Regions from separate parts of the Mus musculus genome. Here all the other regions are linked to region 1. Evidence: chromatin contacts called from public ChIA-PET, HiChIP or PLAC-seq and promoter capture Hi-C data. All regions are on one chromosome and are shown on one strand. The core of a region is the stretch at or near the end of the contact, and the rest is flanking DNA. Distances in the headings are between cores, read along the strand shown. Region 1 holds the start of Mdn1 (midasin AAA ATPase 1). Region 2 has its middle 85 kb from the start of Gm52717. Region 3 overlaps Map3k7 (mitogen-activated protein kinase kinase kinase 7). Region 4 holds the start of Srsf12 (serine and arginine-rich splicing factor 12).

Evidence for each region. Promoter capture Hi-C pulls out the DNA fragments that hold promoters and counts their contacts. ChIA-PET counts read pairs in DNA pulled down with a chosen protein or histone mark. HiChIP or PLAC-seq counts read pairs in DNA pulled down with a chosen protein or histone mark.
Region 2: a contact with region 1 is called in a promoter capture Hi-C map of neural stem cells. The contact joins the enhancer-like site here to the promoter of Mdn1 in region 1. A contact is called at or near these places in 6 of 39 promoter capture datasets (the C10 cell line, cranial neural crest, frontonasal cranial neural crest and 3 more), 1 of 484 Hi-C or Micro-C datasets (embryonic fibroblasts) and 1 of 115 datasets of contacts at active chromatin or transcription factors (bone marrow-derived macrophages).
Region 3: an H3K4me3 HiChIP or PLAC-seq map of pro-B cells shows a contact between it and region 1, with 8 times the contacts expected there. The contact joins the enhancer-like site here to the promoter of Mdn1 in region 1. A contact is called at or near these places in 16 of 39 promoter capture datasets (the 3T3-L1 cell line, 3T3-L1-derived adipocytes, the C10 cell line and 9 more), 2 of 484 Hi-C or Micro-C datasets (the AML12 cell line and nephron progenitors), 11 of 115 datasets of contacts at active chromatin or transcription factors (bone marrow-derived dendritic cells, bone marrow-derived macrophages, embryonic stem cells and 6 more) and 2 of 9 other capture datasets (adipose tissue and liver).
Region 4: a contact with region 1 is called in an RNA polymerase II ChIA-PET map of memory CD8 T cells, with 223 read pairs. The contact joins the promoter of Srsf12 here to the promoter of Mdn1 in region 1. A contact is called at or near these places in 7 of 39 promoter capture datasets (cranial neural crest, embryonic stem cells, liver and 3 more), 1 of 484 Hi-C or Micro-C datasets (embryonic stem cells) and 2 of 115 datasets of contacts at active chromatin or transcription factors (embryonic stem cells and memory CD8 T cells).

Annotation. Positions count from the first base shown.
Region 1 is chr4:32,651,698-32,659,423 of GRCm38.p6, reverse strand. Mdn1 (midasin AAA ATPase 1) reads right to left here and starts at 2,305. Exons shown (of 102, transcript NM_001081392.1): 1 at 2,072-2,305. The coding sequence starts at 2,173. It overlaps Casp8ap2 (caspase 8 associated protein 2), which reads right to left. Exons shown (of 11, transcript NM_001122978.2): 11 at 6,153-6,750.
Region 2 is chr4:32,072,234-32,079,403 of GRCm38.p6, reverse strand. No RefSeq gene overlaps it. Among named protein-coding and RNA genes, the nearest start is that of Gm52717, 85 kb to the left of the region's middle. Within about 2 kb of position 4,658, at least 107 of the 459 cell types and tissues checked have an H3K27ac peak or open chromatin away from gene starts, as enhancers often do. A contact at or near this core is called in hippocampal neurons and neural stem cells, where this site is marked.
Region 3 is chr4:32,005,792-32,012,563 of GRCm38.p6, reverse strand. It overlaps Map3k7 (mitogen-activated protein kinase kinase kinase 7), which reads right to left. Exons shown (of 16, transcript NM_172688.3): 13 at 2,143-2,248. Among named protein-coding and RNA genes, the nearest start is that of Map3k7, 45 kb to the right of the region's middle. Within about 2 kb of position 1,548, at least 41 of the 459 cell types and tissues checked have an H3K27ac peak or open chromatin away from gene starts, as enhancers often do. A contact at or near this core is called in adipose tissue, bone marrow-derived dendritic cells, bone marrow-derived macrophages and 2 more, where this site is marked.
Region 4 is chr4:33,205,233-33,213,084 of GRCm38.p6, reverse strand. Srsf12 (serine and arginine-rich splicing factor 12) reads right to left here and starts at 3,813. Exons shown (of 5, transcript NM_001372518.1): 1 at 3,715-3,813. The coding sequence starts at 3,779.

The sequences.
Region 1 (7,726 bases), core at 1,056-3,555:
CTATCCACAACAATTCTATTTTAAAGCCATTATATGTATTTAATCAAGAAACAGCCAGGCGTGGTGGCGTACACCTTTAATCCCAGCACTTGGGAGGCAGAGGCAGGTGGATTTCTGAGTTCGGGGCCAGCCTGGTCTACAGAGTGAGTTCCAGGATAGCCAGAGCTACACAGAGAAACCGTCTCTAAAAAAAAAAAAAAAGGAAAGAAACAGAGATAAAGTTAGGTAACTGGCTGGGAGTTGGTCCTGCTGCAAGGAGGAAGAGGCGGCAGAGCTCCGAGACCTGTACTAGGGCTCTAGAGAATCAGACGCCCTCTTCTGTCCTCTATGTACACAAATCTCCAGTTATGTTATGTCCCTGTAGCTATCTATGCTTGGTATTATTGTAAACACCCTCCTCTCTATGAATGTAAATGTAGACAATAGTCAAAGTAGAGGAGGCATCACAGTTGCAGTGACAACGCATATAGATTTTGAAACTAAGCCCATGGTAACAGCCCGAAATCAGTGCTTGGAAAACAGATGCAGAATAATGAGGAACTCAAGGTCATCCTTAGATATACAGCAAATTGGAGGCCAGGTTGGACTACGGGTAATCTTGTCTCAAAAAGTAAAGTTTTGCTGGGCGGTGGTGGTGCACACCTTTAATCCCAGCACTTAGGAGGCAGAGGCAGGCAGATTTCTGAGTTCGAGGCCAGCCTGGTCTACAGAGTGAGTTCCAGGGCAGCCAGGGCTACACAGAGAAACCCTGTCTCTTAAAACCAAAACCAAAACAAACAAAAAAACCATTTTCTCTCTAGAGTGCCTATTCATGCTGAGTCCACCTACAGCAATTTTGATAAGGGAGCCACACAGGACAGACATCCAGGAGATGTATCCCACTAGGTTTGGTTTTTCACATTCAATTTAGTATCAGAAAAGCCTTTTGAGCCAAGCTGGTCTTGACACCTGCCTTGAATCCTAGCAGTCTATGTAGAGGCCAACCTGGTCTACACAGTGAACTCGGAGACATACAGAGCTACATAATAGAGATGTTATCTCAAAAGGAAAAAACAAACAAGATGCCTTTTGGCTAAGGGTGTAATTCAGTGACAGAAAGTAGGTTCAACACCTCGGGAAAAACTCTCAGAATTTTCTCTGGCGAATTCTACAATGCTGCAAATGGCTCAGGTTCATTCATCTACAACAGTGACTTTCAACCTTCCTAATGCTACAATCCTTCAATACAGTTCCTCATTTTGTGGTAACCCCAAATCATAAAATTATTTTCGTTGCTAACTCATAACTGTAATTTTGCTACTGTTATGAATCGTAATGTAAATATGCTGGTCTTAGGCGACCCACAGGTTGCGAACCACTGGATGGGCTACACTGCTGTTGACTGCTAAAACAATGGAGTGTGTATGTACTTTATGCACTCTTGGCTGAGAGTTTTACAAAATTAAAATCACGTCTCTCTTGACTCAAGCTTACAGACAGAGCAGGTAAGGAAACTTAGAAAGAAATTAAAACGCAAAGTGAAAACTTGTCTAGTAAGGATGCTCAACTCAGGCAAAAGCCAATACGGCAAAGCTCTTGAAAACACATGACTCATTTGGTAAAAAAAATAAAAATAAAAAAAATAAAATTTAAAAAGTCTTTCATCTCCCAATTTAACTGTCTTGTTAAAACCTTCAGCTGTTTGTTATGAACGGTCACCGAAGAAGACGCGAACTCCCCGGGTGTAGAGACAAGATTTTTGCGTCTCCTCAGTGGTGTATTGAGACGCCCAGAAAAAATACTATGGATGTTCGTCAGTGGGCCAAAGGGTCAAAGTAAAGAAAAGCATCCTTAAAAGCATCCGAGGGGTGGGGAAAGGGAAGGAAAAGCACGTGTCTGGGGGGTGGGGAGGCGGACAGAAGCAGCCTCGCAGAAAAACCAACCGCGCCGATTCCTGAAGGGCATGAACTCCACCAGGGCCTGAGCGCCGGGCAGGGGGCGAGGAAATGGAAGCTGACCCCGAAAAACAAAGGCCCTTTCCCGGGACTCGGCGCTCCGCGACCCGGGCCCGCCTCCCTTCGCCCACGCTCACCGACTTGGCCAGGAACCTGTTCAGCTCGCCGCTGCTCTTCTCGTTCTTGGCGGCGATTAGCCGCAGCGGCCCGGATACCAGCTCCACAGAGAGGTGCTCCATAGTCTCCGGCCGCGGCCACGGGGCCGCGGGGTGACGGCCGAAAACCCACGACGGCAAGAAGACCCCCGAAAGCCGGCAAGCAGACACACACGTGGTGAAGGAATTCACGTTGCGTCATCAACCCGCGGCGGCGCGACTACTGCCACGCCCCCGTGGGCGGAAATGCGTCACTGCCGCGCCACTGCTAGTAGGAAGGGAAGCGGAAGTAGCTTTTGAGGTTAGCCGGTTGACTGATCCTTCTGAGAGTGAAATTCGCGTCGCCAAACGAGGAGCTGCCGGCGCGTGCGACCTAAGCGCACAGTGACTTACTCTGTATCAACACAGGTCCTGTGTGAAAGATAAGCGGATTCGCTGTCCAAGATTGTTGCCCATAAAAAGAGTGACCTTTTGAGAAAAATGGCCCTGAAGTATTCTTACAAATCCTGGAAATAATTGCTTAATTAAAAAAAGAGTAGGAGTTAGTGAGATGCCTTAGTCGGCTAAAAGCTCTTGTAATGCAAGCCTGATGCCCAGAGTTTGATTTGTGACCTCTATTTTACACCATGGCACGTGTGGGCCTTCACACACTTCGCGCATACTCCCCGTAGTAATAATGATTCCAGAAAGGCTGCGGAGTGCACAAAGTTAGAATTGTTAAGATGAAGGTCACGAACAAGTTAAACCTATAATGATGTCAAACAAAATATATTGAGAGGGATTGACAATAAAGAAGCCCATTACCAGCATAGTGCAGCTTACAACCATTTGTAACTCCATCTCTATGAGATAAAACGCCCTCTTCTGGCCTCTGTGGCATACATACATACATACATGTGGCACACAACACACACACCAGTTTTTGTTTTGTTTTGTTTTTTTGAGATAGGATTTCTTTGTAACCCTGGCTGTCCTGGAACTTGCTCTGTAGACAGGGCAGGCCTCTGACCTCAGAGATCCGCCTGCCTCTGCCTCCCCAGGGCTGGGATTGAAGGCGTGACTTTAACACCTGGCTGCTTTGCTTTTTGGTGGTGAGAACTGACTAGATGACTCAGCAGTTAAAAGATGCTTTCCCCTAAGTCTGGCAAACTGATTTCAATCTCTGAAACCCACCCAAAGAACTTGGATAAAAGTTTACTCTAAGTGCAGAGAAAGGAAGCTTCTTCCAGCTGTGGAGGCACTAACAATGAACACCCAGAAAGGCATTCAACCCCCAGAGCAGCAGCAGATTGGTATATTGTGGAAAGTGTCACACCAAAAATGAAATAAAATCCAGGGATCCAATCAGATGCAGAGGATATGGATACAGAATAAAGTACAAGAAAAGGACTAGCCGGCCAGTGGTGTATGCCTTTAATCCCAGCACTTGGAAGGCAGAGGCAGGCAGATTTCTGAGTTCAAGACCAGTCTGGTCTACAGAGTGAGTTCCAGGACAGCCGGGGTTACACAGAGAAACCCTATCTCAAAAAAACAGAAAAGAAGAGAAAAGAACTAAGATTGATGGTTTTTGATGCTCGATGAAACAGGGGATTCAGGAGTGTACACTCGTACACTTGCACCATTGACGTTTCTCTTTATTGTATAGCGTTTATCTTAGTTTACTTAATGACTACAGCTGCATACCTATGATTTCACTTTAGAAAGGCAATTGTATTTTAATACTTTGTATCAAGGAAAATTTGGTTCAAAAAGTTATTCTAGTACTTTACAAACTTTTAAGATGTTTTCTTACTGTCTTTAGATATCAGCACATATCTAGATGTAGTCTCTCATTTGGTACCATGTGGGTTTATTTCTATTTAAACTTTTTTGTCTATTATTTCAGTATCAGCACATTTCTTTCCTTTACTTTCTTTCTTTCTTTTCTTTTCTTTTCTTTTTTTTTTTTTTTTTTTTTTTTTTTTTTGTGGGAGGGAGACAGGGTTTCTCTACGTAGCCCTAACTGTCCTGGAACTCACTCTGTAGACCAGGCTGGCCTTGAACCCAGAAATCCACCTGCCTCTGCCTCCCAAGTGCTGAGATTAAAGGCATGTGCCACCACTGCCCGACATCTATTTCTGTCCTCTATATTTCTTAAATATGCTTTCCTTTTGGGTTCCTTTTGGGAGTTTCTTGACCTGATTTTTCAGCTTACTCATTCTTTAATTTTACTTTCTTTTTAAAAAGATTCATTGGGGGGAGGGTGGGAAATGCATTAGTTGTTAAGAGCATTTAACAATCAGAGGATCCAAGTTCTTAACTACTGAGTCATGTCTGGAGTCCCTCTATTCTTTCTCTGTCTCTCTTTTTCTTTTGAGACAGGATCTCACTATATATCCATGGTTGTCCTGGAACCTGATATATACAAGAGACTAGGCCCACATTTAGATTGCCTCTGCCTCTCAAATGTTAGGATTGAAAGTGTCCATCACAAGGTGTATGTGTGGACCTGCATTTTTTAGGTGCACAACCATGCAGAAGCCCATAGATGCCAGGAAGGGGCCTGGATCCCCTGGAACTGCAATTATAGGCAGTCACAAGTAGCCATGCTTTTGCTCTTTTGGTTTCTTGAGATAGGGTTTCTTTGTGTAGCCTTGCTGTCCTGGAACTAATTCTGTAGACCAGACTGGCTTTCAAATCAGAGATCTGCCTGGCTTTGCCTCCCAAGAACTGGGATTAAAAGCATGCAACACCACTGCTTGGTTCCTAAGCAGCCATCTACCTGCTGGGACCCATACCTGGGTCCTCTTCAAGAGTAAGTGTCCTGTCTAGTTTTATGTCAACTTGAAACATGCTAAAATATCTGAGAAACGAATCTCAACTGAGAGTTGCCTGTTGTAACTGGGCTATTAATAACCCTGTACAGCAGTTTTAATTAGTGATTGATATTGGTGGGCCCAGCCAAATATGATTCCAGCCCAAACCAGGCTGAAGAAGACATGAGGAGCCATTAGTAGTCTTCATGACTTCTGCATTAGCTCCTGCCCTGCTTTTGATGATGAACTGTTAAATGGCAGTGAGAGAACTAACCCTTTCCTCTCCAGTTTGCTCTGGCCATGGTGTTTAATCAACAAGTAGTAACTCCAAGACAAGCTTTTAATTCTTGTCTCTCCAGCCCCCATTTTGAAAATACTTTAAATGTAGGAGTATCATATTTATCATTCTTGCTTTAAAATCTTCTCTTTCAATGCTTATTACCTTCATTTAAATTCCAAAAGTCTTCATTAGTCTGGTCTGTTTTCTTTTGAACCAGTAACATCTCTTTCTCATCATTTTACTCTGTGAATTCACTTACCTGGTGGTAGGGGATGACAAGATGCCCTGGAAGGTGATCCAAAGCCAGGCCTCCAGTTTACGTTAGATGCTCAGAGAAGGGGCCAAGGTCTCATACTACAAAACCAGACCATTCTTCAAGTTTCTATCTACCAAAAAAATCTTTTAAGATTCCCCTCCCCCACCGCCTTGGACATCCTAGGAGAAAGAGCAAGGAAACAGGTACTACTTTGAAGTCTAAGGACTAGATTATAACCCAGAACTTTCATGAGACTAGAAAGAGGTATTCAGGCTGAATCAATACTTACACTGGTTTTCTCTAAATCATCACTTTTTTGTGTTGGCTTAGTTGTATTTGTAAAGACATCTGCAGAAGAGGCAGGTTTCACTATATCAATACATGGTGTGAGAAAGCTGCCAATGGCAACAGAATTTAATGAAGCCATCCTCAGTAACTGAGCTAATTATAGATGCTCATCTTGAAATACTTCAGCTGGGTGGTGGTGGTACATGCTTTTAACCCCAGCACTCAGGGGGCAGAGGCAGGTGGATTTCTAAGTTCGAGGCCAGCCTGGTCTACAGAGTGAGTTCCAGGACAGCCAGGGCTACACAGCGAAACACTGTCTCGAAAAAAACCAAAAACAAACAAACCCAAAAAGACAAACAAAAAAAGAAATACTTCAAAAACCACTCTCCCTTGGAATATTACCTCTTTAGAAATCATCTAAACACAACAAAAGAAGCATACTAATAAAAATAAAACAGGACTTCATGTTTTTATTATACATGACTAACTGAAAGGAAAGTTTATACAAAATATTTAATATAGATAAAAAAAACCTTGGCTAGCAAAACCATTGGTGTGCATACATAGACGTAGACACATACACTTACAGTATTTTACATCACAATAATTGTACATATATACAAATATACTATTTAAATTATTTCACAATTTTCCAAAATGAGGCAATTATAAAAACAAAAATGAATAGAAAGGTGAACTAGTTTTTACATTTAAAATGCTACAAAATTGTTTTTTAAAGAATTTATTTCATCCAATATCAAAACTAAGGTTTCAGTATTACATCAAGGTTGCTTTTAGTCTTTCATTTGATAACAACTTTTAATGATTAAAAACATTCTGACCAATAACAGGTAAGTGAATCAGACTGTTGATCTGAATACACCAAGCACAATGACCAGGAAAGTAAAAAAAAAAAGGTAGATGATCATCTAGCTGTCAAACGGAGACAAACCCTCCACCTAGTTCCCCATTTAAAACACGGGAATCGAAGCTTCTGTGCAGAAGAATTATCAGTGAGGCACCATGAAATCCAGCAACTCATCTGGAATGGAAGAAAATACTGACATTATAATTGGAATTTTTTTTTTTTTTTTTTTTTTTTGAGACAGAGTTTCTGTATGTAACAGCCCTGGCTGTCCTAGAATTCACTTTGTAGATCAGGTTGGCCTCAAACTCACACATTTGCCTCCAAATTGCTGCTGGGGGCAAAGGCGTGTGCCACCATGCCTGGGAGGTTTCTGATACACACCCACTTTCATAGTGTTACCTTCTAAATCAGCTAAACTTATAACGCTGGTTTATACAGAATCAATTTATTAATTACTAATACACTGGTTTTTGCTCCCAAAATTAAATGAAGCTTTAACGGTAGGGATTAGGAGGGGAGTGGGAATCAGACATAGCTAAAAATGAGATAACTCACAATATGTGCTAGTATGCTGGCCAGGGGAGCAAATATATATATATATATTCCCCCTTTTTGAGACAGGTGTGGAATTCACCACATAAACTAGGCTGGCCTCATATTTGTAGCAATTCTACTGTCTCTGCCTTCTGAGTGCCTGGATATTAGATGTACCTATATGGCCCTCAAGAAAATCATTCCCCAAATTTACATTCCCTTCACAGAGAATAGGAATCATATTTTCAAAGAACATTAACATAAAATAAATAGGTCCTCTTTTGTTTGTTTGTTTGTTAACTTTCCGGAGATCTGTCTTATGTAGCACACACAGGCTGGCTGTAAACTTGTTATGTAGCTAGATCTATCGCCTAGCCTTCCTGCCTCTGCCTTTCCAGGGTATCAGGCCTGCAAGCATGCGCTACAGGGTGTGGCTCTTTCCTTTCTCTACGTAGTTGTTTACAGAGGATCTCATCATGTGACCCCGAGGGAGGCTGGGGTTACACATGCAGCACAAGCCCAGCTGAGGTTAACTCCTTGTTATAAAAATCCATTTCATTTACATTAGTGTTGTGTTCTCTATGTATGTTTGTGTGAGGGTGTCAGATTCCCCCAA
Region 2 (7,170 bases), core at 3,409-5,908, 580 kb after region 1:
CATTTTGTGTTTTCTGGGGCCGGGTAGACAACATGCTCAGGTTCAATGGCAGTGTTGCATTAGAGTCATACAAGGCCAAACTGCCCGTAATGACTTTGTATCCTTCCAGCGTGTGTTTTTAGAGTAGCCAGTTACCTAGCAGACAGGCTTTGCTGAGCATGGATCTCTGGTGAGGATGGCTTCGAGTGGTCCATGAGGCTCACAGGGGCTATGGCGGCTTGTGTGATGTGTTGACCTCACTGGAGATTAGGAAGTCAGAGACCCCAAGGCTGGAGCTCTGGAGGTTGTGATATCTGTGTGTACCCGAATGGTCGAGAACTCAGTGTGAAGCAAACCTCTCACCTCTCATAAGCTACCACGTGAATACCATGCACATTACGTACTCTCGTGGGGACACGAACACACACACACACGTGTGCTCCTGAGACAGGAGGCAAAGTGACTCCATTTTTTGCTTCTCTGTGAGAAGAGCATTTCTGAAACTTTCCACAGAGCTCTCCCCCTCAGATGGATGACGATTTTAGCAGTAAACTAAAAACACATCTTAGGTAGTAACCCGAATGCAGGCAGCCTGGCCTAGCACAGCGGCTCAGTATGCAGGAAGAACCTGAGACGTATCTCCGTTTGTTAGTATCTCCTGACGCCGTAGCTACAGCAGTTAATTTCTTTCATGGCTACAGTACATCTGTGTCAACCCCTTACACGGTTCAAGGCAGATGAAAGGGACAAATCGTGGTTTAGCTACATCATCACCAGCAAAGAGCCCTGTGCACATCTCTCTGCCTTACACAACCCACTGGTGCCACTGAGGTTGGTAAATGACTCAAGCGAACAGGAAGGGAACAGAGAGCTAGCCAGCCAACACTGATGACTATATTATGTTGATATCTATGCCTAACCTATGAATTTGCTTCTCTGGCACTTAGCAGAGTATTTAAATACACCCCTCCAAATCATTCTTGTTTTCTTATTCCTTTTACTGACACATTTTTGTTAAGTGACAACAGAAACTATGAATACCGTAACTGGCCTCTTATTCTAAACCAAGCAGCATTGTGTTAGGTGACTTTTCTCCAAAACAGTTACACTAATCCTCCAGTAAAGTGAAAAATCACTGTCCCTAAAGAAGCTAAAGCTTGGGGCACTTGTAGGCTATGTACTAAGAAGTGTAAGAGGTCCGAGTCAAACTCAAGCTATATAGCTCTAGAGCCTGTCTGTTCCCAGGGCCAGAGCCAGCATCCACCTATAAAATAGTCTTAACGGGCTAGGATAATGATTCAGAGGGGACAGCGCTTCCTGTCCAAGCGTAAGGCCCAGAGTTCAGGTACCCAGCACCCAGGTAAAAGATGGGTAACTGTGGTGGTCACTTGTGTTTCTAATAGTTGGAAGCGGGCCAGAGACAAGATACATCCTAAAGCAAGCTTCGTAGAGAGACAAGAAACAGGTCCACTGACAAACCCTGTTTCAATAGGCAAGAAAGCAATCAAGGAAGACACCTGATATTACCATGTGCGGCCACACACATTGGAACACAACTACCTACCCATACTCCTGTCACACACACATGCAAAAAAAAAAATGGCCTTGGGAGAGCAAGTGGATATTGTTTTCATAACGTTTCTATACGTTCTTTTTGTATGACAGATTCCTTACAACCCTTTGAAATCATTCAGAAGAGGGAAAAAATGTCATTTGGTGCCAGCACCATCTCCCCGGTGATGTCGGGACTGGAGTCAGGGCGCCCCTGGCTCTTGCCCCTGCCCTGGCTGCACTGGGCTCCCTGCATTGCCTGCTGCACGTTTATTTCAGGATGGATGCACTGCTTACAGCCTCCCTTTTGCTACTGTCCTCCTGGGAGCTCAGAAAGGTCTCTGGGAAGTACAAGGCACATGGTTTAAAGAGAAAGGGCTGCGATTCTTTTGCCTCTTTATTGGAATAGATTTTACAATGGCAAAATTCAGCCAGGAGGAAGCCCAAACCTGGCAAAGTGTTCTTTATAAATATTGGGGGCTGAGGCTGCCAAGTCTGATTCCTTGAGTTTCATCCTCAGAATCCACGCAGAAGGACAGCAGCCACTCACTCATGTCCTCTGACCTCCACACATGTGAATATACACATGCACAGTATAAATAGATGTAATAAAAAAAATCAGATTCTTCTAAAAAAATGGAAACACATTAAAATGTTACTAGGTCAGTTAGAAACACTGGAGAGTTTCGTTTCACGTCTAGGCAGTCTTGGAGCGGAGAGAAAACTTTGCTCAATAAGCATAAATTATGTTTTTTTTCCAAGATGATGGAGTGTGTACCATGTGACCTTGCTGCAGCTTTTTGGTCCACCATGGGCAGGTACGTGGGCCTACCATAAGCGTGTTGAAGTCAGGTCCTTGGGATATGTGTCGAGAAAGACCCTCTGGCAGCTCCTTAGGTGAAACACCTGTATCTGTGAGTCTTCCCACCTGCCACCCCTGACCCCCACCTCCAGCTCCAGAAAACCCACAGGCGCATGTTTCTACTGTGTTTACAAAGCCAAGATCCTCTATCTTTACAGACCAGCCTCTCGTGGCCTTGGGATTCTCCAAGATGCTTTTGAGGTCCCTGCTGTGTGGTCCTTACACTCAGAGGCGAGCGTGGGCGAGGCCGTCTCTGAAGGATCTATTGCAAACCATGAAAGAGAAATGCAGGTAATTATAGCACAATCTGCAGGCTAGTCGGCGGCGCTGGGTTTCTCTTGAGACTCAAAGGCAAATCAGGAAACATTTCCCTGGTTTTCCCTCCTGCAGACACTTGGGGTTGCTTGTGATTACTCATTAGTTGCTTGCAAGAGAAAGCTGATGATCAAACGTGACCAAGGGACTCAGCCTTCCCTGTCTGCTGAGAAGTACCCTATAGCGTCTGGTTCCTTTATATTGGCACAGACAGACTGGGACGGACTTTCTGAGAGCCTATTTGTTTATTCACCAGGCTTAGATGTCTTTGACAGTCCCCATCAAAGGACTCCAGAGAGCCCCAAAGGCATACAGATTCTTCTCCTAGCCATGACCAGTGACTATGACCTTGCCTTTGCTCCCTCCCTCTCTGCCTGATACCGTCAGCATGATCCCTACCCATCATGGCTTCTGTTTCCACCAGCCGCAGAACTGGCCCAGTGGGTAGGAGGCAAATTCCTTCTCAGGTTGTCAGGTTCCATGACCTGAGCCATTCTGCTGGCCTAATCTCATTTCTATTTCTGTTTCTTTCAAAGAAAAATAGTTCCATTGCTGTCTTCTCTCATGTGCACTAGCAGCAGGAATTAGCAGCATGCCTTCCTACAAACCTGGCCTGATGTGTGTGTGTGTGTGTGTGTGTGTGTGTGTGTGTGTGTGTGTGTGTGTGTGTGTGTGTGTGTAGGGGTCCTAGTGGCCAAAGCACTCCTGGAGGCAGAGATCTTCTCAGCCTCTTCCATGGGACTGGCCTGGGTCTTCCCAGTCCACCTGGCAGGGCTGGGCTCGGAGCAGTTGCGCTAATTTTCTCTATCCCGATCCTGTCCTAGTAGCAAGTGACTGGCTCCAGGGGAGAAGAGCCGAATCCATCAGACTTCTCTTTATGTGGGTCTAGAAGTGGGGTTCTGAGCTGAGTTGATGCCTGGGTGTATTCCCAGATTTCTTTCCACTAGGTCAACACTTGCCTCTGTTTACCCTATCCGCGGGTTACCAATCTCCCCTGCTCCTGCTCCACTTTTCTCACTCCAAAACCCTGGTGCTTACTGGTGATGTTTATAGGGCCTCTCTTCTCCTCACGCCAGCTCTTGGAAAAGTTCCATTGTGAAATACTACAGGGAACTATGCCTCCGATCTAAAGAGAACGTTGCGCCCCGCATCCGTGGGCAAGCAGCTGCAGGTGGGAAATATTTGGAAAACTAAAGAGATGTGAATTCCTGGAACACAGGGCAAGCTTTTTCAGGTCAGTGTTCCCTAAACAATATGGGACGTTGTTTAAGGCATTGCCTGTGACCTGGAGTTGACTAAATTAGACAGGTGGTTTGCACAGGTTCCCTGTAAACATAAGAAAACGATGCGCGCATCCACACATCTTGATATTTAGGAGAAGGGCCTCCCAGAATCAATTCTCCCCAAGTACCGGAGGATGACTGTTCTGTCAAGGGCAGAGTGCTCCTGTGAACAACGAGACGAGAAAATGGTAAATCTATGCTTCACATGCACAGATAATGCTTCAGTCCCTCCGTGTGCAGAAGAATCGCCAGCTTTGCATTGTGCCAGCCCCCTCCCCTCTTCTCCTGATTTCCCCTGTGACCCATAATGTCCGCGGGGAAAGGAGATGAACAGTGAGCGTGGCTGGTGGCTGCGCACCCTCCCTTGGTGAAGCCCGCCTCAAAGGCATCTCTCCTTGGTGGTGTCCCCATAGTCGCCTTTGCCTAAAAATGCTATGTTCGGCTTGAATATTGTTTTAAAAATAATTTGCTCTTGAAAGACACTGGCCTTTTTAGAAAGCAGCTTCTGGCACGGCGGCGCTGATGGCCCAAGCTGTTTTGTGATCTAAGCTCTTTGAGAGCACTGCTGCATCTGTAGCTGGGAAAGCCAGCAGTAAAAGGACGGTTGCTAAGGGAACAATTGAATTGCTGACACAGAGACATAAGATGTGACTGAAAACTCTTTTCTTCTCCTGCCACGTGGAAAAGAAAGCAGATGAGTCAGAGGGAAGAATGGACCGTCCTTTCTGACTGCTAAGAGAGAGCTAAGGAAAAAATAATCCCAGCCCCAAGAGGAATAGTCCCGTGGTGATTAAATCAGGGACTGGAGCTCAGGGTTAAGAGCACTTACTGCTTTGGCGGAGCAGGAGACTCCATTCCCAGAACCCCCACGGTGACTCACAACCACCCATAGCTCCAGTTCCAGGGGTCACAATGCCCTTTTCTGACCTCCATGGACCCTGGACATGCATATGGAACAAATACATACACACAGGCAAAACATTCATAGACATGAAATAAAAATAAATACGTCTTTTTTTTTTTTTAACTGAGAGAATCTGAAGCAGCTGAGAGGCTGAGGTTAAGTTGAGTGTGACAGCCAACTGTGAGATGGCTGACCACAGGTCTCTTAGTAGCGTCAAACACAGAGGGCATTCCACGATAACAAGTCTTCCTTGAGCACCACCCTCGACACTTTGAAATATTTCTCAATTTATTGAATCACTCATTTAAATACCATTGCCATTTTTGAGAGAGTCTATTGGTTTTTAAGCACCCTTTTTAAAGGTATAATTTATATACCTTAATATTCACTACAACTATATATTTTAGTCTGTTTGGGACTGACTTTATGGAGCCCCTTCATAATATATATTTATAGAATAAATACACCTCATCAGAAAATCCCCTTTGTCCATTCAGTCATTTCTTCCAGCCCTAGGCAAAGACTAATCTGCTTTGGAACTTGCTCATTAACTTTTCATAGATAGACCCTCAACTGAAAGACACCACAGAACCTGTGGTCTTTTGTGTCTGCCTTACTTTCCCTTGTATCGTGTTGGAGATCCATCCATATTGTATCATGCCTCAGCTCATTTCTTTAAAACTGAATAATATTCCGTTGTACCAACATATAGCACTACACATTCATCAGAAGAGGGCTTTTTTTTTTTCTGGTTTAAAAGAATTATGAGAAATGCTCCCATGATCATCATTACAAAAATCTCTGTATACTGAAGTTTTTCTCTCCTTTGGGGTACGCACCTAGAGTTATAGTTTCTGAAACGTGGGTATGTATGTTTCCCTTTTCAGCAGGCCAACAGAGGACTCAGCAGGTAAGGCACTTGCCGCCCAGCCTGATAGCCTGAGTTCGGTGTCCAGACCTCACGTGGTGGAAATGGTCTAATCATGTCGGATGGTCCCTGGTCTCATACTTATGCTAAGCACGTGTTTATAAACACACACACACACACATAGTAAATAAATGTAATAAAAACATTTTTAAAAATATTTATTTTAAGTATATGAGTGCACTGTAGCTGTCTTCAGGCACACCAGAAGAGGGCATCAGCTCCCATTATAGATGGTTGTGAGCCACCATGTGGTTGCTGGGAATTGAACTCAGGACCTCCAGAAGAGCACTCAGTGCTCTTAACTGCTGAGACATCTTTCCAGCCCAAAGTTTAACATTTTTAAAAGTTTTACTTACAAGCAGTAAGAGGCCTCTAGTTTCTCCCCATCCTCCATGAAGATCTGATTTTTTTTTGCAACTCCTCTTTTCATGTATTTATATTTTTAAATATTTTTTGACAAATCCATACACAAATACAATAGTGTCTTATTCATATCTGCTCTCCTATTTCCCCCTGAGACTTGCCTTGGACTCCCCAATATTATACCTCCTGTCTTCATGTTCTCTTTTCTCTGGTCCCCAGTACCCATCCATTGCCTGTAGCATCTTAGTTAGGGCTGGCGTCCCACAAGCCCCTCCTTACCCATGCTGGTATTATTGATTGACTTGATCATCTGCAACTAACCACAGCTTCTCTGAAGGCAGGAGGGCTCTACCATGTCCAGAAGACAGCTCTTCACAGTGCTTCTCCTCATCTGCTAGGATTGTATTCTTGTCACCTTCTCTTCTACTGCATCCCCTGCACCTTGCTGGAACCAATACAAGGCTGAACACTCAACACTTATTCTCAGCACATTGACTGCTACCCACAGTGGAAAGAAATGTCCCTGACTAAGGTTGAGAGTAGCATTAATCCTAAGTATTTAGAAGGCAGCTTAACAACATGTCCTGATAGGAAAACATCAGTATAAGATTCCCCTAGAAAGGCAGTCCTCCCCAGCCTTGAGTATTGACCAGGTTTACAGTACCAGTTCCCTCCTGTGGAGCAGGTCTCAAATCCAGTCATAAAGTGGTTGTTTACCACCATAACATTTATGTCACTATCGGATGCATGGACCTATCTTACACAGCAGATCAATATGGTAATGCTCATTGGCACTGAGTAAGTCCATCAATGACTTTTCCTCCCCAGCAGCCTCAATACACCTTTTGACATTATAAAAGCCACCAGGGAGACATTTTTCAGATCTGTTCCACCTTAATCTCTCTCTGTTCTCAACCAAAGTGTATGGGGTCTTCAACAATCTTATTTTGGTGGACCACTAAGAACAAACCAACATGTGATGTTT
Region 3 (6,772 bases), core at 299-2,798, 650 kb after region 1:
TAAGTTTTGAGGCCAGAAGTAATATACACACTGTGAGATCCTGCTCCTCCTACAAACCAACCAACCAACCAACCAACCAACCAACCAACCAACCAACCAACCACTAACAAGTTAAATACAGTCTATAGAGTGGGGGGAAAAGTCTTTCATGGCTGTGTATGTATATTTATAATAAAAATAAAAGAACAAAAATAAAACCCTGAAGAAAGCAAGCAGCCAATCAAATCAGTACGCAGACTAATGATTAGACAGTTCTCAAAAGATGTAATACAAGTGGCTAATAAACACAAGAGAAATGGCCTGGTCAAAACCAGCCCTGATTAGGTCCTAGGTCCTAGAGAGGAGTCTAATGTTATCTTGCTATATTAACATGTTATCAACCTGCTTCTAAATAGTGATATTTATTCCTATGGATTAGAGTGGCTTTCAACCCTGGCTAGAGAAGATTCTTTTTGAAGTTGTAGTATTTAACTCAGGGAGGGAGGGAGGGAGGGAGAGAGAGGTTAAAGTGTTAAGGATCAGTAACTGTGAGTGCTCAGTCCTAAGTGGGACAGCTGTATCAACAACCTAAGAAGGCTCAGGGAATATCACAGAAGAGGAGAAAAGAATCCAAGAACCAGAGGATCTCAGGAGGCGGTGAAATGCTGGCTGATGGACAGGGTCTAGGTATTCCACTCATCAATCCATTGCAGCTGTGGCTACCCACACAAGATCAGCCAATCAATAAACCAGCATAGAAGGCGAAGAGGCTCATGAGGCCCCACCCTTAGCTGAGCAAGTGATAGCTGCTGGAGGAAGGGGAGTTACAAGCATTTTCCTTGGAGGGGTGTGGCTGCTGCTAGGTTGCCCAAGCGTGGTGGCTGATCCAAACCCTAGGGTTTTGGGGAACAGTAACTGGATTCAGTGGGTCACAAAAAGAAGACAAAGGAGGAAGGGGCATTGGGGAATGGATCCAAAAGGAGTAGGATAATCATGTTGGGGATGTTCAAGATATATTGTATACATGCATGAAACTGTGGAAGAATAAAAGATACTCTTATGAGGAAAACATGGAAATTGCTCAACCTCACTAGCCACTGGGGAAAAATGCAAATTGGAACTTTGCTGTAATCTCACTTCAGCTGCCAGAAGAGTACCCTTATGTACACTGCTGGCAGAAATGTAAACTTGTCAGCCATTGTGAAATCACTACAGAAGATCCTCAAAACATTAAAAACACTAAAATAGGCCCCTGGATGTTTACCCAAAGGACTTCTGTTCGACAAGCGCATCACAGCAGTACTTCCACATCCATGTTTACTGCAGCGCTATACATAACAGCTGAGCTACAGAACTCACTGGGATGGCCAACAACAGAGGATAAAGAACATGCCACAGGTATACACAATAGAGTTTCCAGTGTGTCCTTTGTAGGAAAATGGATGCAACTGGAAACAAGTTAAACTGGTCTTAGAAAAGTATTTGTTTTCACTCCTTTGTGGTTCTTTAACTTTACAGATACATAGAATCACGTTTGTGTAAGACATCAAAGTAGAAGTGAAACTGTCTAAGAGGAACAATGAGGACTAAAGGAAGGAGGGTGGGTGAAAAGAGTGGTACGGGGTATGTTCATTATGCATGAGATACTTTTGTGAAAATGTCCTTTCACGACACAGTCATGTATCAGGAATACACACAATGGAGACTAAACGCAGATCTGAGACATATTTGGGAGGAGTTGGAGTAGGGTTCGAGATGGTCTAAATATACTGTATTCACGTATAAAACATTATTAATAAAAAGTAGAAAGTCAAGTAAAGATGCTGGTGGTCATTGTTAGCGATATGGGAATTGTAGTTACTGAAAAGGTCCAACAGGAACAATCATGATACAAAAATCACAGAGTGAAGTACAAGAACACATGCTTCCAACTGGAAAAATCTGACTATTTTTAATATACGTGTTTAGTATGTGGGAGGGAAAAACACACACAGGGTAAAGCACTTAGTCTCTGCCATAACACTCCAAGGGCATTTCGAAAGCTACTGCCAAGTGGTTGATTTTATAAACATGAAGATCTAAATAATGACATCATGCTTGTCTTTGTAAAGATTAATGCCTCAAGTCAATCCATTTTGTATTACAAGGAACTAGACTGGTCACCTGTGGAATCATCAGGGGTCCACGGGTGACTGCGAGCTGGCTTCTCTGAGGTTGGTCCTGAGGTAGTGATCATTCTGACACTAGGGCTGGATGACCGGCTGCTCACCTGTGAAGAAACGGTAGGAGGAAAAGCTGTCACTTTTTTCTTTTTTTAAAAAAGAATTACAAGACACATCTTCACATCCAATAAGAGGCAAACATTTTCAATTTTTACTAGTAGATGCCTAAGACTCTTGAAAGCAGCATTCTAAGTATATAGTCAGTGTATATCAAATTCACTATGCATTCATACATAGCATCTCTTCAAAACTTACAGAGAAATAAAGCCCACAAAACAAAAGCGGACGGGTAGCCCTTAAGCTGCCAATGCTAAGACTTTACAACCCTGGATCGTCTGTTATGTTGAGGAACTAGTAACAGAGCCACCAATTCTCTGTAGGATGAGAAGGCCTGCTTAATCCCCGCTCAAAGCCAAGGCTCGGGAATGCTTTGTTCTGTGGGAAAGAGAAAACTAGCAAAAAATGAAAAACCTTCCAATAAAAGCAGTTGGCAAGCCCAGCATGGTGGCAGACAGCTGTGATCAGCACTTGGAGGCAGAAGCAGGAGGAACATGAAAGTCCCTTGTACAGGGACACGAAATGAAGGAAGACAGAACTGAGCGACAGTATGAGAAATGAGACAGACGCATGTCCCATGTTTCACATGGTCAGATATGGTCAAATTCCAGAAAACAGACAAGCAAAAAATAGAAGTGGCCTCCCGAGGGAAATGGCAGCTACAGGTGAAGTGTCCCTAAGTCAACAGATCTGAAATTAGAAATGCTTTGAAACCTGAAACTTCCAGTGCTCACAAGATGCCACAAGTAGAAACTGTGTACCTAACAAACACCTCATGTGACTGAAGCCATCATTTAAGTGACCTGCAGGCGATGCATATTGTACAGAGAAAACAAATGCATGGCAAGTTCAGGCCTGGGCCTTATGAGCCAGGTGTCCCATCACATACATGTGTATATTTCAAAATCTGGAAGAAAAACCCTCAAAGCCAGAAACACAACCCATTTCATGCTTTTCAGAAGAAATATTCAACACGCACTCACAAACCATGAGCTTCAGCCACCACGGAAGCCAGAGAATGCTGGCAGAAGACTGCCCGCAGCCTGGAACAGTGAAGAATGTGCTCAGAACAGCATCTGAAATGATAAGCCTCACCTTACCTACCTCACAAACTCCTACAACAGGAATGTCTAAGCAGGAACTTTACTTAACAAGAATTTTTTTTTTTTCCTGGACCAAAGGGCTAAAATTCAGTTTCCTTGAAGAAAATCCTGATAAGAATGGGTACTAGTCTTCTCCATACTGAAAACAGTAGGTAAGAAGACAGTAATGAACTTACAAAACTACCAAACAACACAGAAATATAATCTACAGCATCATAAAACCAGGATAAGCAAGAACATTGCTTTTAAAATGCTTGGGTTTTTCAGGAAAAGCAGGCTTGGTACAAATGTTAAAATCTCCAAGGTATTTACTACAAGTGGCATGATCTAACTTTTCACCTAGAAAGGCAAAGGGGATGAGAAATGAGAAATGTACCTATTCCACCTCAGAGATGGTAAGAGGATAAAGAAGAGTCTAAAATAAAGATGGACTAGTTTACCAGGAAAAGGAACAAACGCAAACTACACCATTAAAGCACAAAATGCAACAAAGCACAACCCCCAACCCTGGGGTAGAGATGGCTTGGTGGTTAAAAGTGCTTCCTGTCTCTACAGGGCTGACTTTCCAGGGGGCTGAGGAGGTTCACAGCTCTGGCACCAGGGAATCTGATGTTCTATTCTGGCCTTTTTTGGGGACCACACACATGTAGCATGCATATGTGCACGTACACAGAGACAAACACATAACATAACATAACATCCAACAGTCAGGATGAATTAAATGTGATCCTAAGAGATGAATCTAATTTACATAAGTTAAAACAGGGGCTGGAAAGATGACGGGTTGTTAGGAGCACTCCCTGCTCTCCTACAGTGCCCAGGCCAGGTTCTCAGCTCCTACATCAGATGACTCCCATGTGCCTGAAACTCCAGCTCCAGGAGATCTGACACACCCAGCCTCCTCGGGCGCCTGCATACTCCTGCACATCCACACCTCCCATTAAAACAACAACAAAAATGTGAACAACTAGAAAAAAATGAAGTTAAATAGAAAAGATAAACCATGTAAAAAAGCACTCTAGGTTATGTTAATAGAATATTAATATTAAAAATATATTTTAAAACCAAACAAATTAAGAAGTACTGATGTGAGGTGTTCTACGACATGGAAAATCTGGGTGTTGTAAAAGGGAGAGGAGCCCTAACCCTGAAATCTAGCAGGAGCCTCTCACCAGCGGAGAAGCAGGCATTCAAGCAGTCAGCAATGGAAGGCCCTTCTCCCTTCCCTGCCCTAAGTGTCCTAGGCATTTTGCCTGAAACTTCACTTACAGAAAAAGATGTATACCAATTTCCTTCTACACACCAGGAGCTTGGGGTTCATCTAAGGCACCTCTAATTCTACTGTATAATCTTGCTTATCCAAAGAGAAACAAAGAAACAGAAAGGATTCCTTCCAACCCTGAGCTGTTAACTTGAGAGTAACCAAATGGTCCATAGGGCTAGTGCTAAGGCAACTGAAACTGTCCCTGGAGAAGCCCCAGGTACAGCTGAGGAGCTTACTCGGCAGCACTCTGAGAAGCTCGTGGGTTTTTTATTCTTGAGAGCTAGCACTACAAGTTTTCCAGCATCAAAACTCTAATTCCTGGTTTGGCCCACGCTGATGTCTCTAAAGTCTAGAGGAAATAATTCTTCAGGCTGCTGAAGGCAGCAGTGAGAACCGTGTCTCTGCCCACTCAGAGTCTCAGCTTCGGCCCCACCATTTATTAGTCCCACACCTTTAGGTAAGTTCCAAGACACAACAATCAAACAAGGGCACATTAAAGGCCTTGACCAAAGAACAATGCTCTTTAAGCTGTGGCTAGAAGCTGAGTGACACAGCTGAGTAAACACAGCTGAGATCACGCAGTGGTGCACAGCACCAACTGGTCCCTCCCTAGTTCAAAACCAGGTCTATAAGGCACCACAAGGATGTTTTCCAAGGAAAATTCCTTGAAATTTTGGTTATTTATACTCAGTTCCTACATAAACTTGGGCCTGATATGCTTTGTATTATTATCAAAGATTCCTTTACAAATTAACTTCTCAAAGACAGAGAAAAACTAGTATGAAAATCTAAAGTTCTCAAAAACAACATTAACTGTGCTCCTTAAAAGTATCTGAAAACATATAAGGCATAAGTAAGAAAATTAAGTAACATTTGACATTAAAAATTAGCTTGTGGCTCACTTACTTATAGCTCCCAAACAACCATGGAACCACTGCTTTTAGGATCTGTTCTTCAATTTTGCTGGTAGAATTCTGATGGCCCTAAATGCTCTCCAACTATCACAGCTTTTCGAGCTGCTTCTTCCAGAAGACATTCCCAGTTCACCCTCTTCTTACATAAACTAGCGTTCAAAGATGCAGAGCACTAACTGACAGAAATGCCACACGGCAACTTGGGGCAGCAAAAGAATGTAAGTCAAATATAAACTCCTGGCGTGAGCTGCCGGCAGGAGACACAGAACTGCAACTGGCCTTTGGCTGGGATCTTATCTCTGTATTTATGAACCGAGATGGAAAGTGACTTTACAGACAAAACAAAACAAAAAAACAAAACAAAACAAAAAAGCTTATGTTTTAATGGGTCATCTAGAAGGCCAGAAAATAATTCCATTAAATCAAGAACTTTCATGCTCAGTGCTATCACACACATCTGAAAGCCTCTCGTCCCTTTTAGAATTACTGAAGTCACAGAAGCACAAACTGGACTAGGGCTGTTGTTTATCTTATAAACTTTAAAGCACAGATGTAGCGGATTTAAATGGGTACTTCTCTATGGCAGTCCCAGGTACTCCTGAAAGCTCTTAAGTCCAAACACATACAATCCCAGTCTGAGATTTGCTCCATTATAGCTTTTTATTTTGTGAGTCAAGACCTCACTATATAGTACTAGCCTTGAACTCACAAGGGCATCAGGAGCTCTTATCCACCGAGCTCGCCCCTCCCCCGCCCCCCCCCCCCCAAAGAACAGAATGTAAGATTTAACTTCTTCCTCAGTCCTATCTTCATTTCATATCTGGACAGCAAGAATACTATCACGAAGACAATGAAGTACTACCAAGAGCACTGGCAGGCATATACTCATCTGCATAGTAGAAGGCCTATAACATCAGCTCCTACTGTATGTCTGTACTCTCATATTCTGTACAAACTCCATAACAGGTGCCTAGCTGCATACATTGTTGAAGCTCAGGATAACTAAGGAGCATGTTGGGTTCATACTGTGTGTCTGATTCTCTAGATAATGGTAACTGTGTTGCTGTGGAATGGTAGTTGCATACTGGATGGAATCCCAAAAGGGGTATGAGGCCTACTTTACAGTACATCATTTCAGTGAAACAGGAAGGTTCACCTACATGTTTAACAAGTAAATGTATCTAGTCACCTGCCTAGATTCACTATTATGATATTTATTATGGGTTAACCTGG
Region 4 (7,852 bases), core at 2,564-5,063, 550 kb before region 1:
GAACAAGTGTGTCACTATCAGGGTGGGCTTTGAGACCCTCCTCCTAGCTCACTGGAAGACAGTCTTCTGTTTGCCTTCTGAACAACTTTCAGCAACTCAAATGCCATGCCTGCCTAGATGCTGCCATGCTTCCTGCCATGACGATAATGGAACCAGGAAGCCAACCCCAATTAAATGTGGTCCTTATAAGAGTTGCCTTGGTCATGGTATCTCTTCACAGCAATGTAAATTCTAACTATAACAACCCCATTAGCCTTAGTTTCATATCTGTAAATGGAGTTAATAAAGAATATACAGACTCTAAACTGGGTAAAGGGGCAGAGCGGGGTCATTCCACCACTCAGGAAGAACAGAAGGATCAGGAGTTCAGTATTATCCTTGGCTATATATCGTGTTCCAGGCAGACCCAGTTTCCAAGACTCTAGCAAACAAACTCACACCATATAGTCTCAGGAGGCTACAGCAGATGGATGGCCATGAGTTTAAGTGCAGCCTACACTGCATGATGAAATTCTATCTCCAAAAACTGAAATAAAACTTAAACGTACTTAAACTGTTAAGTGTATTGGTTAGTTTTATGTCAACTTGACACAAGCTAGAGTCATCAGACAGGAAGGAACCTCAACTGAGAAAACAACTCCATAACATTGGGCTGTGGACAAGCTGTGGGGCATTTAATCACTTAATTAGTGATTGATGTGGGAGGGCCCAGTCCATTGTGGGTGGGGCACCCCTGCGCTGTTAGTCCTGGGTTCTATAAGAAAGCAGGCTGAGTGTGCCATGGGGAGCAAGCAAGTAAGCAGCACCCCTCCATGGCCTCTGCATCAGCTCCTGCCTTTGGGTTCCTGCCCTGCTTGAGTTCCTGTCCTGACTTCCTTCAGTGATGAACTATGATGTGGAAGCATAAGCCAGACAAACCCTTCCCTCCCCAAGCTGCTTTGGTCATGGCCTTTTATCACAGCAATGTAACACTAAGACATACAGGATGGTGAAAACTAAGTAAGATAGTACATGGAAAGTTTCTAAAAATTACATTTATTTTCTGCATGTGTGTTTGTGTGTGGGTATACATGCCACATGTTCATGTGGAGGTCCAAGGACAACATGAAGAATCCATCTCTGCTGCCTTTTTTGGCCTAGGGATTGAGCTGAGGCTTCCCTGCTTGGCCACAGTGTTTTAAATCTGCTGAACCACCTCCCTGGCTTATAAAGGTCTTCACATAGGATCTGTCACATAGTATGAATACTAACAAATTCTAGAAACTGTTATTCTCTTAATACAAGATAATCTCAGTCCTGATTGCCTCTCTGTGACAAGCTAAAAAGCAACGAAAGAACAGAAAAAAGAATTACTAGCTCCTGGGGCTGGCGAGATGGCTCAGTGGTTAAGAGCGCCGACTGCTCTTCCAAAGGTCCAGAGTTCAAATCCCAGCAACCACATGGTGGCTCACAACCATCCATAACAAAATCTGATGCCCTCTTCTGGAGTGTCTGAAGACAGCTACAGTGTACTTACATATAATAAATAAATAAATCTTAAAAAAAAAAAAAAGACTTACTAACTCCCAATTATCAGTCTCTGCACTTGGTGAAGGATTACCTGGACCCAAGGTTAGTAGTCACATGAAAACATGTTTTTATTAGTTTGTTCATTTATGGAAGCCAAGGCCTCCTGCATTTAAGGCAAGCAATCTACTACTGAGTAACACCCCCAGATGTGTTTTACTTAGTATGCACAATGTTTGAACATCTGAAAACTCTATGAAATAGCCAATATTTTATAGTTTCTAGATCTACAAAAATTGTAATTCACACTATTCAACTTAACACACCTTTATTTAGTTATGGTATGTGTGGGTGTGGCTTATGTGAGGTCAGAGGACAACAGGGGGTAGTTATTCTCTTCTTCCACCGTGTAGGTCCCAGGGATAGAACTCAGATCTTCAGACTTGCATCTGTACTCATGGAGACACCAGGCTGGCCTCTTATATAGCTAGTAATGCTAATGTTTTAAAATTCGTTCAATGTACACAAAAATCCAGGTTTCTGACTTCTCTTGAAAGTAGGTTGAGGCAAGTTGCAGCAGGGGTTGAGGTGTGTGTGTGTGTGTGTGTGTGTGTGTGTAACATGCTCATAATCACAGCTATGGGGGAGGCTGAAGTAGAAAGAGGGAAAACCCAAGTCCTGGTTGGGCTACAAAATTGAACGGATGCCCCAGTAAGTATAGCTCTGTAGGGAGCCCAGCATGTACAGACTGGGTTTGATTCTCTAGAACTGGAAAAGGTGGCAACGTGACTTCCCATTCGAGGACACATGCTCACCTGTTGCAGTCTGTACCATTCTACTACGTCTCATAAGCTGGTACCCCCACTCATCTGTATTCCTCTGCCTCGCTCTTGTGGCCACTAGGGTTGGGAATCTCCCGGGTTTCTTTTGTAAGCATGCCATGAAGACCTTTTGCTTATTGTTCAAGTTGTTTAACTGCTTTTAGCCTACCCAAATATTAATTTTGCTTCCTGTGTGAGGATGTTTGGATAAACAGGTAGAGAAGAACCATAAAACCCAGGAATCTTTTAAAATTCTATTAACTCACAGTCTACAGTAGTGACATAAATATTTACAGTGATTAAATTTAAAGTTCTTAATTCTCCTAAAAGTAAATCCCCAGCTTGGTGGTGGGGGTCACCTGCAATGCCAGGACTTGGGAGGGAGGCCAAGGTAACAGGATCAGAAGTACAAGGTCAGCCTAGACTAGATACTACTCTCTCTCTCTCTCTCTCTCTCTCACAAAACAAAACAAAACAAAAACAAAAACAAAAACAAAACAAAACATACATTATGATTACTTCAGATAACTAACAACTGAAGAGCTGCGTACATTTGTGCCTGTTTAGGTCCAGGTAACTCCTTAAAACCCTTGAACTTCAACTTTTCCATAGGTGGCCAAGATGGCAGAACTAGAACGGGGGATTAAGTAATTCCAATGAAAGATGAAGGTGTCTATTAGTGTCACGCCTCCCATTCTCTCTCCGGCTCCTATTAAAGGAAAAGGTGCGCTAGTCTGAAAAAAGGGCATTTCTTCAGCTCTATGCCTGGCAACCATCTGGACAGAATTTTCAAAGAGGGATGGAGGAAATAAAGACTTCCTGCACCATAATGAAGCCTAAGACTGTTCCCAGGACTCAAAGAAAACCATAGAAATCGAACTGACTAGTCTTTTGTATATTAAATGTGGGCCATAATCACTGTCTGAACAGTGCAGAGGAAATTGCAAGGCCTAAGGTGTGCATCCTGGGGAGGAGACAGCCCCAGTTCCTCCGGAAGGTTAGTGGGCGGCGCCTGCAGAGCGCAGTGCCACCAGAGCCAGGGCCAGCACTGCCACCACAGCCGGAGCCACCCAGCCCGCACCTTGACGCCGGGCCAACACCTGACATCACGACCGCACCCCAACACCTCGCCCACACCCCAAAACCCAGATACTCCGACAGCCCGCAGTGGCACCCCTACGACACCTGGCCAGCATTCCCAACACCCGGCCAGTGCCCCAACACAAGACCGGTACCCTGACGCCCAAATGGCACCCCAACAGCTTGCAGCTCGGCACCCGGGGTACCCGGGCGGCATCGTCATCCAGACAGCCCCCCACTGCCCACCCCGTACCCCGACAACCCGGCGCCCCGGCCCGTGCCCCCGCGGGGTCCGGTCTCCACTCACCTGGTGGCGTCTGCGACGTTCCTGACGAACAGGGAGGTGTTGGGGGGCCTGGTGTAGCGAGACATGCCTCTCGCGGCCCCGCTCCCAGCAGCCCGCCGCGCCCCCTCCCGGGCCGGCCGCGCAGCCGCAGACGCGGGCGGGGGGCGCGGGGCCTGCGCGGCCGCGCGAGCACAGACCTTGCCACTGCCCGGGCCTCTAGGGAATAGATCCGATCCCCCATCGCTGCAGGCCAGCTAGGTGCTCCAAGGGAGACCTGCCTCTCCCAAACAGCCCCAGAAAAAGATCTCATGACAGGGCTTCGAAAGAGCCATGTGCAGGGTCAGGGAGCCACTTGTGGGCATGCAAGCTTAGCCACAGCCTTTCCCTAAAGAGATCAACTCGACCCTCAGGGAAGAAAGACTGAACACGGGCGTGGGGGTGGGGGTGGGGGGAACTGCTGCAGTACTGCAGCTTAAGCAAAAAGGCCTCGAGGCAATAAACAGGGTAAGCATCAAAGAAACCCAGACGGGAGAGCAGGCTGGGGTCTTTTGTTTGCTTGTTTACTCAGGCCTAGAATTCCTTTTGTAGTGGGCTCCACATCAGGCTGGGTTTAATGCTAGGAAAATTGAGAGTACTGTGTATTGGTTAGTGGAGCTGGTGTAATAATGCCACGCATTTGGTGGTTTAATGAAACTTATCTTGAAAAGACTAGGGATGTAACTCAATGGAAGAGTGATTGTCTAGCCTGCAGGATGCACGCTGTTCCAGTACCTGAGCAGAGACTATGGCAGAACCTGTCATCCCAGGGCATGGGGGGGGGGGGGGGGAGGACGGTGAGGAGTGATGGCAGGGAGGTCAAAAGTTATCTACTATAGAGGAGCTGGAGGCCAGCCAACTGAGACCTGTCATTACTGATAGCGCATAGATCTACTCTTACAATTTCTAGATCTGTTTTGAAGCAGCTAAGTACTTCTTTTAGTACAACAGCTTCCTGTAGGAGAGCCTGAGGCAGGAACATTTTCAAGTGCAGATGACTAAATGATATTACACCGGGGTAGCTTCGAGGTGGGGGCTGGAGAGAAGGTTCAGCAGTCAAGAGCGCTTGCTGCTCTTGCAGTGGACCCGGCCGGGTTCCTCTCCCAGTGTCCACGTGGTGGCTTACAGTTCCAGGGTGTCCAACACCCTCTTCTGGCCTCAGTGGGATGCAAGGCACACAAGTAGGCAAAACACTTACACATACAATAAAAATAATAGTTTGACAAAAGGAATACTGCATTAAGCTTGGCCGGTGTCTTAAGCAACCATGTTCAGTAACTAATATAGCTATGTGTTATTGCTTTTTCGATGTTTTTTTCTGGTACTCTTGAGGGTCCAGACTAAAAGCCCTCCGTGTCCTAGATTTTTTTTTTTAAATCATATTCATCCAAAGTTGTAGGCTTTATAACCAAAAGTACTGCTTTGTTGAATCATCTCTTCAAAGCAGCAGGCGATGCTGTACAGAGTTCAGAGGTGTATGAAGGAGTGCAATGATCCTAGTGACTGTGATGAAGGCTCAGTACATAAGAGTGCTTACAGTGCACTGACTCAGAGTTCCCAACACCCACTTGTAAAAATCCTGGGCATGGCCACACCCCTGTGACCCAGCATCACAAAGCCACACCCCTGTGACCTCAGCATCGTGAGGTCAGAGACAGGTGAATCCCAGGAACTCAATGGCCAGCAATCCCTGAAGAAATGGAGAGGTCCAAATCTTCAGTTTTAGTGAGGGATGCCACCTTGGGAGAAGACATACTTGTGGAGTTGTGGAGTGAGAGTCACCCTGCAGCCTTCTCCAGCACATGTCACACAAGTGTAACCCTCTTTCCTCCATTAAAATAGAAACATTTTAAATGAAAAGAATAAAAAGTTAGCTTAGAGTGACAACGTGGCTAGGGAGATCTTCCTGAAAATTTTTGGTCTATTTCATGCTTATTTTCTCCCCAAAACAGGACTTCTGTTTTTAAAGTATTTTGAGATGCCCTTGTATCTTTTCTCATTTAGATACTATAATTATTTTTACCTTTTCTCCCCTTGGAGACAGGGTCTCATTTTATAGCATGGCTGGTTTAGTACTCACAGTTGTAGCCCCAGGTAGGGTTGCAGTTGCAGCAATCCTCCCACATCAGACTCTGTACCACTGGAATTACAGGCATGCACCACCATGCTTTTCTATTTTACTTTAAAAAAAAAAAAAAAGTAGAGTTAAAAAGATGCAATTGAAATCCCTGCCACAGAGCTGGAATGTAGATCCGTGACAGGGCACTAGTGAGCGTGAGGCCTTGGGCTTGAGTGCCAGCGTTGTGACAGTCCACAAGGAGGAGGAGGAAAAGGAGGAAGAAGAGGAAGAGAAGGAGGAGGAAATGAGAAATTGCAGGTCTATAAAGAATATTGGGAAAAGGAAAAAGTCAGACTCCCTTTCAATTGTTAAAGCTTGCCTAAACAGACAAACTTCTTAAATCACTGTTATGTTATATTGAAAGTAGATGGGCTGTTGAGCTGGTTCAGTAGGTAAAGGAGCTTGCCAGCAAACCTGACAGCCTGAGACAGATGCCAAGGACCCACATGGGGGAAGGAGAGAACAGATTCCAACAGTTGTTCTCTTAGCTGCACAAGTACAATTTGGCATATGCATGCCACACCCATACACATGCACAAATCAGCAACATGTAATTACAGTATTAAAAGGGAAAGCAGAGGCGCACAGGGAATGGTATCTGATATTTGGGTATTTACTCCTAAGACTCATCTTGTTAACATAGCTAAGAACAGTGGCTGTCACTTGGAATCTAGGATTAGCTAAGACTTTCCTGCTCATACTGTTTGCCCACCTTATACTCTGTCACTGCAGAGAACCTTTTCAAGTACTAGGATTGCAGTCCATAAGCCACTTTGTGTTGTGTGACACTATTCCTGGGGGGATGTGACCAAATATGTACTCACAACAGACCAAAGTACAGATACTACCAAAGTTCAGCTTGGTAAACGGATGAGTTTTGTTATGGTTACTTACAGGGATGTGGTTGAGGGTTATTTACAGGAGTAGAAATAACTCAGACAGTTTCATTACCAAGGCTCACTCTGGTATCCTTAATAGCTCAGGAAAGCTGGGATTAGTTCACCGAACAACCTACAAGCAGCTCAACAAATTGGAAAGCATCTTCCAGGCACTCAGCTGGTCTGAGCATCTTCCAGGCAACTCAGCTGGTCTGAGCATCTTCCAGGCAACTCAGCTGGTCTGAGCATCTTCCAGGCAACTCAGCTGGTCTGAGCATCTTCCAGGCAGCTTAGTGTGTCCCATAGTCTCTCAACAGTCTTTACAGCTTCTATGTGCATGAGGAGGAAGGTCTCTGTATATCAGGTCAGTTTCAGGGACTTCCTCTGAGCTGTCTACTTCCTGAACATAAGGAACTTCTCTACAGGACAGAATCTTACCTTCTCTTGGAACATACTGTGTCTTAATAAAGAGATTCCCTTCAAAGATGGAGGCTTAACTGGAGAGAGATGATTACACAGGACCACGCCAAACTGAGTCTCAGTTCTCATCACTAGCTTTTAGGAAAAAGAGCATGAGAGGAGACGAGTATTATCTAGGTTGTTAGTAAAGTTTAGAATCTAAGACTATGTGTGTATGTGTGTGTGTGATATATATGCGTTTACACATTTGTGGCACACATGTGTGGAGACTAGAGGTCAGCTGTCCTCCTCGATCATTTCCTACCTTATCTTTTGAGACGTGGTCTCTTAAAGCCCCTGGAGCTCACTGGGCCAGCTAGATTTGCTAATCAGCAAACTCCAGAGATCTTCTTCAGGGTTGGAGTTGCAGATACATGGGTGTTTACGTGGGTACTGAGTACTGGAACTCAGTCCTCATGCTTGCTTAGAAGCACTTTAGCACTGGGAGTAGTCCTGATTTTAAAAGATGCCAAAGGTGTTTATCAGACTGAGTAGGACATGTTTATTATTCTGAATTAAATTATATATATATATATATATATATATATATATATATATATATATATATATATAATGCATGTGGCTGTGTAAGATAACTAGATTTTCTTCTATTTCTTCACTGAATCTAATTAGTGTTATCAAAAAGTCAAATCTTGAAACAGAAGGG